Regions from separate parts of the Mus musculus genome. Here region 1 is linked to region 2. A link is a contact called in public HiChIP or PLAC-seq data. All regions are on one chromosome and are shown on one strand. Each heading gives the region's core, a stretch centred on a gene start, on an enhancer-like site or on the middle of the called end of the contact. The rest is flanking DNA. Distances are from core to core; before and after follow the strand shown.

Region 1 (6,359 bases), core at 2,443-4,942, 550 kb before region 2:
GTGAGCAATCTCTCATACTGGCACCGGAGAAGGGGACTCAGAGACACAGCAGACTTGTGAGCATGCATGTGATGGGATGAACATCTGATCTAACGGCTAGACACGGAGCACGGCAGGGGGGTGGGGAAGAGGGACACGTGACGCGGGAGGTACTACAAACAGGGATGTGTGTTTGGGGTATTGAGATACCTACCATCATAATATTCCAAATTCAAAGACTGCTTGTATCAGAACAAAGAAACAACAAATTTAACCAAAGGTGGTCATTAAAAGAAAAGGAAAGGGGTTGGGTACTTAGAGAGCATCCCTCCACCAAGAAGGAAGTATCTATACCGTCTCTGCCAGTACCCTGAGTTGGAAAACCTGCAGGCAGATCATGGGGCTCAATTTGGACTCTTCCGGACTGATCTGATGTTTGTGGGGACCCACGCTAAGCTTGCACATAGCCTTGCACAAACGCTTGACTGTTTGCTCTGCAGGCCTGGCAATGCCGCAGTATCTAACTGCCGTCCCTGCTCACAGACTGTTAGCTGGTGCATGCCATTCAATGCCACGCTACTTTCTCAGCACTGTAAAACAATGTCAGCTAACAAGCTCCTCCTTACAGATAAGTGGGCTTTAAACACAAAACAACCAAAGAGAAAAACAAAGAGCAAAATAACAGGTTTTTTTTTTTCCGTTGTTACTTTGTTTTAGTTTTTTTTAAAGCAGCCTGCCCCAACGCACTTATCCCAACATCTTAAAAAAAAAAAAAAGTGCGTGGGAATGCTCACTGCCAAGTTCAAGTTCTGACTCTTTCACACCTTGGGGGTGGGTGGGGTGCGGGTAGGGAGATGACACAGTGGCTCTCTGCTCAGTATGCGGGACAGCCAGTCATTCACTAGGCGGGCCAGTTCCAAGATGCTGGCTTTCAAAGGAAAAGCTTCAGTACCTGTCTTAGTGTGTTAAGGTCATGGTTGTCAGCCCTTGCCACCAGGGACATGTTCTTTGCAAGAACAGGGAGGAAAGAGGGGGGGCGGGGGAGGAAACGATATGAAATTAGCAAGGGAAATCTGAAGAATGAGAGTTTATTAGTTATTGATGCCGGTGGAGGAAAGTAGATGTGAATGGGGGCAAAATAAATCGACCCGCTAAGGCAGCAGAAGGATAGAAGGCTCTGATTGCTCCCAAGACCTCAGAATGGTCATATACCTGCAGGGTTTGCACCATAAAGTCTGTCGGTCAAGCCCGAACAGTGCCCGACACTTCTTTGGCGTATTTGCATCTGTTAGCATAAGGTAAACACAAAAAAAAAATACAACACAATGGTGGGTCGTGTTCAGTTGGATGTGAGACCTCCACTAATTGTCTTCTCCATCATCTTGGCTCTACTTGACAACTGTCCCTCATCAAGGGTTTGAAAGAAAGGAACTTCTATGAGCCAAACCAAAAAATAAAAATAAAAAAAAATCAAATAAAACAACAAAATGCACACGCACACACATACACACAAAGGAAAACAACAACTGGAAACCAAAAACAACAATGAAAAATAAACAAAAGGAGAGAGAGATAAGAGGAGGGGTGGAGGTGACATCATTGGCTTCTACCTAGGCCAGGATGATCACATCCTGAGCTATCACAAGGCAGGGGGTTGGCAGGCAACATTCCCTGGTCGAGGGCACGCTGGAGTCTGAGTCTCGGCCCTGAGGAGGCACACACTGTTTTACAGTGGCATTCTGGGTAGCGGCAGCTGGCAGACAAGCACATCCCTCGTGGAGCCCACACACTGGCAGGGTCCCCGCTCCCTGGTATTTCCTACGATCCACACACAAAGCTACAAAGCAACAGGCCAGAGTGGGAAGGAACGGAAGAGACAGCTGCAAACCAGCACAGCGAATCTGGGAGACTATACACACCTGCAGGGGCCGCACCAGTTATTCTGTTGATCAAGGCCAAAGCGCGCTCGGCATTTCTTAGGAGCGCTCAGGTCTGAATGAGTTCAAGAAAGGAGCGAGCAGAGGAGGAGGAGGAGGAGAAGGGAGAGGGAGAGGAGGAGAAGGAGGAGGAGGAAGAAGAGGAGGAGGAGGAAGAGGCAGGGAGAGAGAGAGAGAGGAGAGAGAGGGAGGCCAAGAGAAGGGGAAGGGAGGGGGGAGAGAGATACAAACAAGAAAAAAATAAAAATAAAAAAAGGGAATAAATCAATGACCGGGTTACTAATAGCAAAATATTGACTTTTTTCTTTCTTTTTTTTTTTTTAAACTTTCTTTAATTAAAAAAAAAAAAGTAAAAAAAAAAAAATCACACTTATTCAACTTGTGCAAGTAGCTGTCGCAAATAAAGCTGCAGTATCCCTTATCAAGGACTGTCAGATCCGGTTCCAGCCGCCCAAAGGCGGTAACGGCCAAGAACTTGCTCTTTCAATTATTTTTTTTTCCTCTGTTTGTTTTTTAGTTCTGCTTTTTTTTTTTTCTCTCTCTCTCTTAATTTTCTTTTTCTCAAAGAAGAAAATAAAGCGAGGGAAGGTTAAATTCATAACATGCTTTTTTCTTCTGAGTACCACAGTTTTGAAAAGAAACAAATGAACAAAAAAAAAAATAAAAACTACAAATAAACACAGAACGAAATGAAGCAAAAACAGAAAGAAATAAAGAAAGAAAAAGGTTGTGGGTATTGGGATATTGCAGCTTTTGGGATGTCTTTTTTTTTCTTTTCTTTTTTTCTTTTTTAATCTACTTTCATTAATATTAAGAGGGAAGAGAGGGTAAACAGGCCATGAGCTGTTAAATGTTAGGAGCTCCTAGCAGGCTTGGAAGCAGGCATGGTCAGTAAACTGCTAGCAGATTTGTAGATGATAAAAGCCAAAAAAGCGAAAGGAAGAACAAACAAACAAACAAACAAAAATAAATAAATAAAAAGCAAAGGAAAAAAATCATACTGCGATGGCATGCTGGCGTGAGGAAACTTAGTGGGGCAACAGAAAAAAATGCCATTAGATTAAGGAGGTTTATTACTGAGTTTGTTCCGTTTTTGTTTTCTTTATCAGTCTCTTTTAAAGAAATACTGCATATTCAATTTGCACAGTTAGTTCAGCTCTAAACCACTGTTCAATGCTGCATAAACCACTGTTACAGGAACAATAGATAAAATGAGACAGAAGTTAAAGTAAAAATAAATAAATAAATAAATAAATAAATAAAATCAACGAAAGCAAAACTGGAAAAAAAAAAAATCTACCGAAACATAACGCAACCATGTAGATGATCGTTTTAAAGGGTGTTCAAATGTTGTATATGTTTAATGTTAATAAGACTATAGATGGCAAGAAAAATGAAAAAAAAAAAACAGTTTATCAAACTATTTTAACGACTCAAAAGCACATTAGCACCTGTGATCGGAGGAAGCGAAAGGCAAGGATTTAGGAAACATTCGCTGTGTTCTGAAAAAAAAGAACAAATTACACAAAGCCTTCAAAATTGTTTTTGTTTTTGTTTTTGTTTTTGTCAAAACCTGGTCTTCTCCAAGGGACCTTGATTGCCTATGCAGTATTTCTAGTTTCTTCCTACTGAATGACAAACCTCCTTAATTTAAAATGGGTGCAATTTACCACTGTAAAGGCATGCATTGAAACATTCAGGATCAGCCCAGTTAAAACCCGACACTCACACACGCCCCTCCTGGCCCCCTCGCCTCCTCATCCCTCTTCAGACACACACAGAATAAGCAGGCTGTCTAAAGCCCGGTGGAGGCGTGACTGACGCTGGCCCTCTAGTTACAGGCTTGGCAGTTAATTTAAAAACACATTCCGCTAGGGTTACAACGGGCTTTTCATGCAACAATGGATGCTACTAGCTTTAAAAGGGCAGTCATGAAGCAATTAATTAAAAAACACATAAACAAAAAAGGCTGCCTAAGATGGGTTCCCCGCAATGTCCTGGCCTTGGATTTCTCCTGCCTCCCCCAGAGGGAAGCCTGACATAAGAGTGGTCCTCCAACCTCCACCTCCCTGACTCTCCTCGCTCACCGTTGGTTTCCCCCGGCTGCTTGTCTCTTTTTCTCTTCTTCTTCTTCCCCTGGATGGACAGAAGAAATGCAGGAGATTAGGCCAAGAAATAGACAAGGAGATAGAGGTCTGGGTTCATAGGGCAGGGGAGCCAGAAGAGGGGACCAGTCTGCCATCACTACCTCTCTCCCAAATCTATCTAATCTAATCCTTGAACACTGCCTAGCTGGGGGTCAAGGCAGGGGTAGGATGGGGGAGACACACATTTCTTGGGAGAAAAACAGGGGCCCAGCAGGTAGATATGATAAGACCTCATGGCCTTCATCCATCTTTAACCTAACCCAGAGGATCTGATTCCATAAAGAGGAAGAGAAGGAGGCAAGAAAGATTCAGGGAGGGATGGAGAGCCACAGCAGGAAGCAGGATGAGTCCACTTCCAAGGGTGTAGAGAAACCTGGGAGCCTCCAGTGGTCCACAGCTGGCCTAGCTACCCCACAGTCTCTCACTATGAAGGCCAAAGTGTCCCTACCAAAATGGTTTCTTTCAGAAATGGAGCGTGACCCTTCTTTTTTTTTTTTTTTTCTTTTTAATGGTACAGAGTTGGGGTGGGGGTGTTTACAAAAGAAAGCCAATGGGGAAGTTCAAAACTGCAGGGCGGACATGCATAAGCCCAGGGAAGGGATCTCTCATTCTCTTATGCCGGCTACAGATTCCTCTGATGATACCCCAACAACCATATCATAACATAACCATAACAGAGATTACAACCCACAGATGCATGTATTACGCCCAACACTCAGCATCTCATGCCTTAGTCCAGCCTGCTTTAAACGCACACAGGTAGCCTACAGGTGGGCAACGCTGTCTACCAGAAAGCCTGCCTTAGTGTAAAGCATTGAGTGGCTTGTGCCACGGACTGCATGCTTTCTTAAGTGTGGAAAGAAGAATGGCTTGTAAGGGTGCGCTTCCACAACATCACGAGGTTGAAGAATCCTAAGTTTAACCATGGCAAACCAGGAGGTGTCTGTATAACCCATATTGTCATGCTGTGAGAATGGCTAGCTCCTAACAAATATGAAAATTATGGACTGTTCTAAGTCTAGCTTTTCACTGTAACAGCCATTCCTAACACTAACAATGGCCAGCATTTGTCAAGTACACATAAGAAACCAGGCATGACCAAACCGGCAACAGCTCTACACAACACACATGTTGTCATCCTCCCAATGACACAGATAAGGAAACAGGGACAGAGAGGCTAGGAAATATTTTTGAGATGTCACAGCTAAGACAAGGTGGAGGCAGGAATAAACCCAAATGGTCTCAAAGCAATTGCTTCAGTCCCAGACCACGTCTTCTACCAAGTACTGTAGAAGTACGCGGCTCTCCACAGAAGCCATTCTTTGATACCGCAGGGATGGAGAGACTGCCTTACGTCATTATCGCCCATCAGCCTGACTCTATCAAATGAATGAGCAAGGATCTGGGGTATGCCAGCCCAACTGCAGGGCAGCAGGGAGGCTCTCCAGGCCATGTGAGGCACCTGCAGCCTTACAGACCTGTATGCTTGAGACTCTCTAAATGTTGCCACCTTGGCTTAAAGGCTTTCCTGGGGCAGTGACATCATCAAAGAGAGAAGGATCAATGTATGTGTAGCAACCCTATGGCTGTGTCAGGCTTGAATGAATCCAAATATTCAGAGAGGGCTTCTCAGACATCTGAGTGTATTGTCTGTGCCGTGGCCCTGTGTGCAGGTATACACTAGATCCTTTTGTGTTTCTTGGCATGCAATGGGAAAACAAGGTAAGGAAAAGTCACATGGCTCTCTGAGTGGGCAGGTGGGCTTGACAACAGTTGACTTAGGAACCAGAAAAGGGACTCAAGAGAAACAGTATAGCAGGAGGCTGTTTGTATCACCCGCAAACACACTCCAGGGCCATCCCTACAGAATTCTCTGCTATGCCGTGACACCTGGAATGAGAACATGTCCACGGTTGAGCAAAGTGCTGTGCAGATTACCAACTCCAAGTGGACCGGGATGGGGTTTTAATGGGACGAGGACATGAGTATGTAAGTGGAGGCCACTTCCTCTTTAACTGTAACAAGAAAAAGCGTAAGAGATGAACAAAAGAAAGAAAACAAGTGGGCACATAGAACCTTTAAGTCAGGAAGGAAGAAGGAATGCTCTACTGTGATGCGGGGTCAACTGGCTGTTACAATGGTACCCAGCTAGCTTCTCCTAGGGTCCTGAAGGACAGGTCAAGTCTGAGCACACAGATTGGGTTTCATTCTAATGTACTTCCTTAAGGTGGTGACATAAAGGCACACTTGGCTGGAAAGACAGGAGGAGCTGACTCAGGACACATTTCCCAGTAGA
Region 2 (5,573 bases), core at 1,417-3,916:
GAATACTTCTGTACAAAGAAGACAGAGACACCCACCCTGCCTGCTCAGGTCTCCCTCTTCAACACTCTTTTCCTGCCACAACATCTGTCTTAAAATTTAGCAGCTGCAATAGGTCTCTATAAGCAGATAAACAAAACTACAATGCTGTTACAGGAAGAAGGACAAATTGGAGACGTGAGTCTTTGGTGTGTGGTGAGGACATCTATTTGTTATCTCTTAAAAGTTCAGGAGTGGCCTCATTCATCTGTGAACTCACCAGCTATTTTCTTACCACAAAAAGCATATGCCTAGCCTGTTTGGCGTGCTGCAGCTACTATGGATTACCCACTTCTACTGACTTCACACAGAACAGTATTTCAAAATGCTAAGCAACAAGGTCAGCTCATTTCATGATCTTAGTACAATACTTAGAACACACCAAACCTCTTTGCCCATTTGGAGATTCCCACCATCAGAGTCTCAAACCAGCTAAGCAAAAGTATTTTACAGCATTAAAGGGAATGGAAACCTTTAGACAGGCTGTGGTATCAGAGCTGCCTTGTGCATTATTCATTTCATCACAATGGGGGGCTAAAACATTCCACAGGATGCAAAAATATCATATGGAGATTGTTTTTGTTTTCTCCCTTTTTCACCAAAATACCAACAAATTGGCATAGATTGTTCGATTACATTATGTTCTTAGTTAGATTTAGTGTACTTCAAACAAAAAGCAGCAATTAAGAGAATCCTGGCTCAGCCAGAGAGGAGGATGCACCCACAGCTGAAGGGTGGTCTCTAAGAAAGTCCCTCCTCACCACTGGGACTTAGTGGCCGGTCTTGGAAGGCTTTTCTGGATGTAATTAAGCAAATGATATGCTGAGCATAACAACGTGGTCCCTGGCAGGACTGACTTAAGGAAGGAAAAGACATTTCATTGCAAATATCAGAAATAACTCCCCACGAGAACGGCACAATAATGCCAAAAAATGGGACTCTGCACTAGAGTTCGTTCCATTTTCCAAAAATAAAACAAACCCAAGCTGCTCTTTATTACAAATTATACTTGGAAGCCCACCACTGGCATTTTCTCATAATTCCTTAATATTTGAATTTTTTAATGAGCTGACTATGGATAATTAACTATAACTCAGTCTTTGAAATCATCGCTACACTGGTTGAAAAACAACAACTAAAAAATAAATAAAGATGAAATTCTTTTCAATGGCAAATGGCATGTTTTAAGGATAATTGTTCCTAAAACATCAATAAATCATGTTATCTTTTCCATAATTTTAAAAACCTCATGCTAGATTACTAAGTACCTACATAATATTTTATTTTAGAAGATTCTAAGATAATGAACTGAAACCCTTATTGTATCTTGATAAACCGAAAATATTTTTACTTTATTATTAAGAGTATAAAATCTGTACTTTAGCCAAATGCAAGCATGAGAATTTGAGCTGGAAATGTCACACATTCAGCTACAGTTTGAAGGAACCCAATTCATAATGCATTTTATAAATAGTTAATGACTTCTATACATAAGCTAACCAGGCAAATCAAGAAATTGTCAACATTTTTAGTCTTAGTTGTCAGTTACCACTGTCTACGGGTGCTCTCTGTGTGGCTTCAGGAGAAGTCTGAAGGTCTGTGCAGTGTGTAACCTACTGCAGTTCCTGGTCTATGCGATAAGGTGCAAGGCTTCAACTGACAGAATTTCAACTATACACCGCCTGCACACATACTCACACACATGCACACACTCACACTTGTTTCACTTTAGTTGTATGCTCGTGTAAACCTTACTCTTTCTATGATTTATACTTCATACTTCAAATGAACTAAATACAGTTTAAAATTTTTATAGAACATATATGAGCAAAATATGGCAAATTAGCAGTAGTTTGCCTTGAGAAGTTGGAGGTACCAAGTTTCTCTCTCAACTCTACAGTGACGACAAAGTGAGTCTGCAACTAAGGAAGTGAGAGTTTCAGATGTAAAGAGATTTGCGTTGATAGGAACAGAATGTTTGCGTACTGGTTGGATGGTTTCCTTAAAGGCCAGTTTGAAAAGAGACACTCGTTCAGGTTGGTCTAAGAATTTGGCTTGAAAGAACCTAACTACTTAACCTAGACCTCAACATTTCCCAACTAACTCAATGTGTCTGGGAGCACACACTGCAAAACGGGGAAGAACGTGAATTAGCTTAGTTTAAATTGATTAAAAATTAAATTAATTTAAGAGTTGTCATCTCTGGCACTGCCTGTTGTATGACTCTATATGGGACACACAGTATCTGCAACTGGAATGAGGGTTCTACAGCCTACCACAAGCAAAAATGTAACAATGAGGTTGGTTTCTTACTAAAGCGTATATGAGAATTTAATTTCCATGGCGTGCACATGGCAAAGCAATTGCTTAAATTGCCTCACCTGGGAATTTACTGCAATGTTATCATCAGACCAGCCACATTGTAAATAGATTTATAATGCTTTCCATGCGCTTGCTTGGTTGCATATGAATTAAGTAATGATCTGGTATTACAATAAAATCAGCTAGTTCCCACACCTGGCAGACAGGATATTTCACTAAATTAATAGCCACCCAGCTACATCACACGGCATAGGAGAGGACAGCATCTCAAAGGCATCTGACTTGAGTCTTACGTGGGAAGCAAATAACACCACGGGTGTGTACAATGCCACTATACTGAATGAGCTGCTGTTCAAGACGGGCTGTTTCTGACATCTGTATGACTGAATTAAGACTTTCTCATTCCCATTCAATCTTGGCCTAATTTCCTTCATTCAGGACTCTAATTACTAATCAGCAATCTGCAACGGTCACAAACACTGAGAAAGCCCTTCATTCTAATCTACATGCTGCAGACAGCCAAATAATTGATACAAAGTGCAATGTGGTTTTGGTGTAATGAAAGGAACAGCTTGTCCCACTTCCTAATCAAATCGGTCTATAGCAGCAGTAGTTAACAGATTTCCCCATAGTTCTAAAACAAACTACTCATGCTGTCCAGATTTTCCATTGCTTCTACCAAGTTTTTCAGGTCCTTATATTTAATAATGCCCATGGTTACCAGGTGATACACCTATTAAAACCTGCTATGCTTTCAGAGCCAAAGAATTTAACTGCTCCAAAGAACTTAACGGCTTCTGTTGTAATTAACACTGAGATATCTACAGAACAGTACGAATTTATATTTATTACCTATCCATATGACTGCTGGGCATCACATCTTACCTAACTTTACCCGGTTCTAATTAAATAACATCACGGCACTGTAATGTTCAGCTAGTAGTTTTGAAAATATATCTATCTTTGGCACCAAGTATTCGATTTCTAACCACACTCCTATCTGTCCACGGCTTGGTTCATCCTTCCATCCATAGAGTAACTTCTATGACAACATCTCACCCTACACAGTTCAGATAAAGGCAAAGTAAACTTGTAAGCAATGGCCTGATCCTGGGCATGCTGCTAGGATGGAAAGGCACAGAAAGAACCCAGACAGCACCTCGGTCAGTCAGTGATCTTGATCATGGAGCATCACAACCCTCATGTCTACAACAGTGATCTTAACAATTACTTCCTGCGGCTAGTGCATGGATTTAATGATGAACAAATGTAAATCTTTCTTAACACTTTGGCTGTGATAACCACAGGAAGCGTGTTCCTCTGAATACAGAGTATGGAGTGAAGCTGACACACACACATGACTAAGAGTACTGATTACTGCATCCTTCCTAAAGACGCTTTCCCAACACACCAAAAGTTGTTTGAGGAACTCCCCATAATTGGACTCAATAATTCTGATATAAATGGTGCTGCAATTGCAGATGGTTTAGGAAAATAAAAAAACCTGACTGTACTTCTCCAATATTATTAGAGGAATTAAGTTTCAATCTTTTAAGGAATTATTCCATGAAGCATGGTTGTCCTTGTTCAGGAGACAGTTTAGATGCTGACCAGTCTAAACATCAAGTGCCTGGCCCACGTGCTGCCAGGACTTGGTATCAGTGAAGAGAATGCATACTCTCATTTTCATTACATATTTATTTACTTATTGTGTGTGCGTGTGCATTCACGTGTATGCATGCATGTGTGCCATGCTGCATATATAAAGGTCAGAGAACAACTTGCATGCGTCAGTTCTCTCCTCCTACCACATGAATTCTGAGCTGAGACACCTCACTGATCCAGGAATGTATTCTGTCTATCCAGCATAAACTTGGAAGGTTTAGGGACCTCATCTACACCAGCAGAGAGGAGATACTAGCACACCCCACTGCTAAGCACAGCCACCAAGTGGAAAAACACCAGATAATTCATCCTTCTTTGGAATGAAATACTAGGAAAACAGAATTAAATTTCTAAAAAATTTTTAAAGTCGTAATCACTCATTATTTTCACTTGTATTTTCAGGAATATTTGACATGTTTAAAACTGGTATTTATGTTTTGGCTGTACATTATGAGATAAATTATACCACATTCCTTAATTGCTTTCTAGAGTGAGCTATAATACACATGTGAATATTTATATGCACATTATGAGGTTACATGTGTATGTATAAACACAGAGACTCACACAAACCCATATGCAATCCATATGGAAAAAGAATTCTCTGGGCTGTGCACCGCTAAAATAGACTTTTATTTAGACTAGGACTGCTGACCACATTGCTGCTCCATCATTTAATGATTTGCAAAACAGGCAGGCCCATGACTCGGGTACCTGCACTTCTTCATTTCCTCCTGCAGCATTTCCAAACTTGGGCTAAGGTTTCTGACTAGCACTGGTATTTCAAAATGCCACAGGAGTTAGCTGAGATCAAGGCCCCACTTGCTTACACACGCTTGTAGTTTATGACTTTAGACACTGATACTGAATATGGTGTGGCTGTGTCCTAAACCATGTTGGCTTGTCAATCAGCAATTGAGTTACATCATTCAGAAAATCAGCTCGTGATAGAATGTGCAGATGTCAGTGCCAGCATCTGAATGTATGCGTGCACAGTGAAAGAAGCCCAACTCTCTAAAGTCTTTCTGAGTATAAAATGAAATAATTCCACAGACTTGACCTGAAATAACACCCACACTGGAAATGATACTCTGATAAGCCAAAGTCGTGCAGCAGATGTTTTGTTTGTATTAAACTCAGCTATCAAAGCAGGGCATACATTAGTGCAATTAACTCACACACCTATAATTTTTCTATGAAATATGCCTAGTATCCTTTGAAAAGCTATTCACAGCATAATTTGGGTAATCCACACATCCAAAAACAAATGATGCTGGGGGCTCTGTGTAACTGACACCGAGAAACTGTGGTGCTCTGAATAGGTATGGGCCTTACAGACTCACGTGTCTGAATGCTTGGCCCATAGGGAGTGGCACTATTAGGAGATGTGTCCTTATGTATGGCCTTGTTGGAGGAAGCATGTCACTGTGGGGATGGACTCTGAGGTCTCCTATGCTAAGGCCTGTGTGTGGGACACAATCCCCTTTTGATGCCTGTGGATCAAGATGTAGAATGCTCAGCTCCTTCTCCAGCACCATGTCTACCTGAAG

The links. HiChIP or PLAC-seq counts read pairs in DNA pulled down with a chosen protein or histone mark.
Region 1: an H3K4me3 HiChIP or PLAC-seq map of embryonic basal ganglia shows a contact between it and region 2, with 3 times the contacts expected there. The contact joins two enhancer-like sites. A contact is called at or near these places in 1 of 15 datasets of contacts at CTCF or cohesin (the NIH/3T3 cell line), 1 of 484 Hi-C or Micro-C datasets (bone marrow-derived macrophages) and 7 of 115 datasets of contacts at active chromatin or transcription factors (embryonic basal ganglia, embryonic forebrain, embryonic midbrain and 1 more).

Annotation. Positions count from the first base shown.
Region 1 is chr19:55,921,589-55,927,947 of GRCm38.p6, reverse strand. Tcf7l2 (transcription factor 7 like 2, T cell specific, HMG box) reads right to left here. Exons shown (of 15, transcript NM_001331146.1): 12 at 4,004-4,052; 13 at 3,368-3,418; 14 at 1,899-1,971. Among named protein-coding and RNA genes, the nearest start is that of Gm52391, 13 kb to the left of the region's middle. Within about 2 kb of position 3,692, at least 34 of the 459 cell types and tissues checked have an H3K27ac peak or open chromatin away from gene starts, as enhancers often do. A contact at or near this core is called in embryonic basal ganglia, where this site is marked.
Region 2 is chr19:55,373,749-55,379,321 of GRCm38.p6, reverse strand. The region is part of intron 3 of Vti1a (vesicle transport through interaction with t-SNAREs 1A); the gene reads right to left. Among named protein-coding and RNA genes, the nearest start is that of Vti1a, 60 kb to the right of the region's middle. Within about 2 kb of position 2,666, at least 12 of the 459 cell types and tissues checked have an H3K27ac peak or open chromatin away from gene starts, as enhancers often do. A contact at or near this core is called in embryonic basal ganglia, where this site is marked.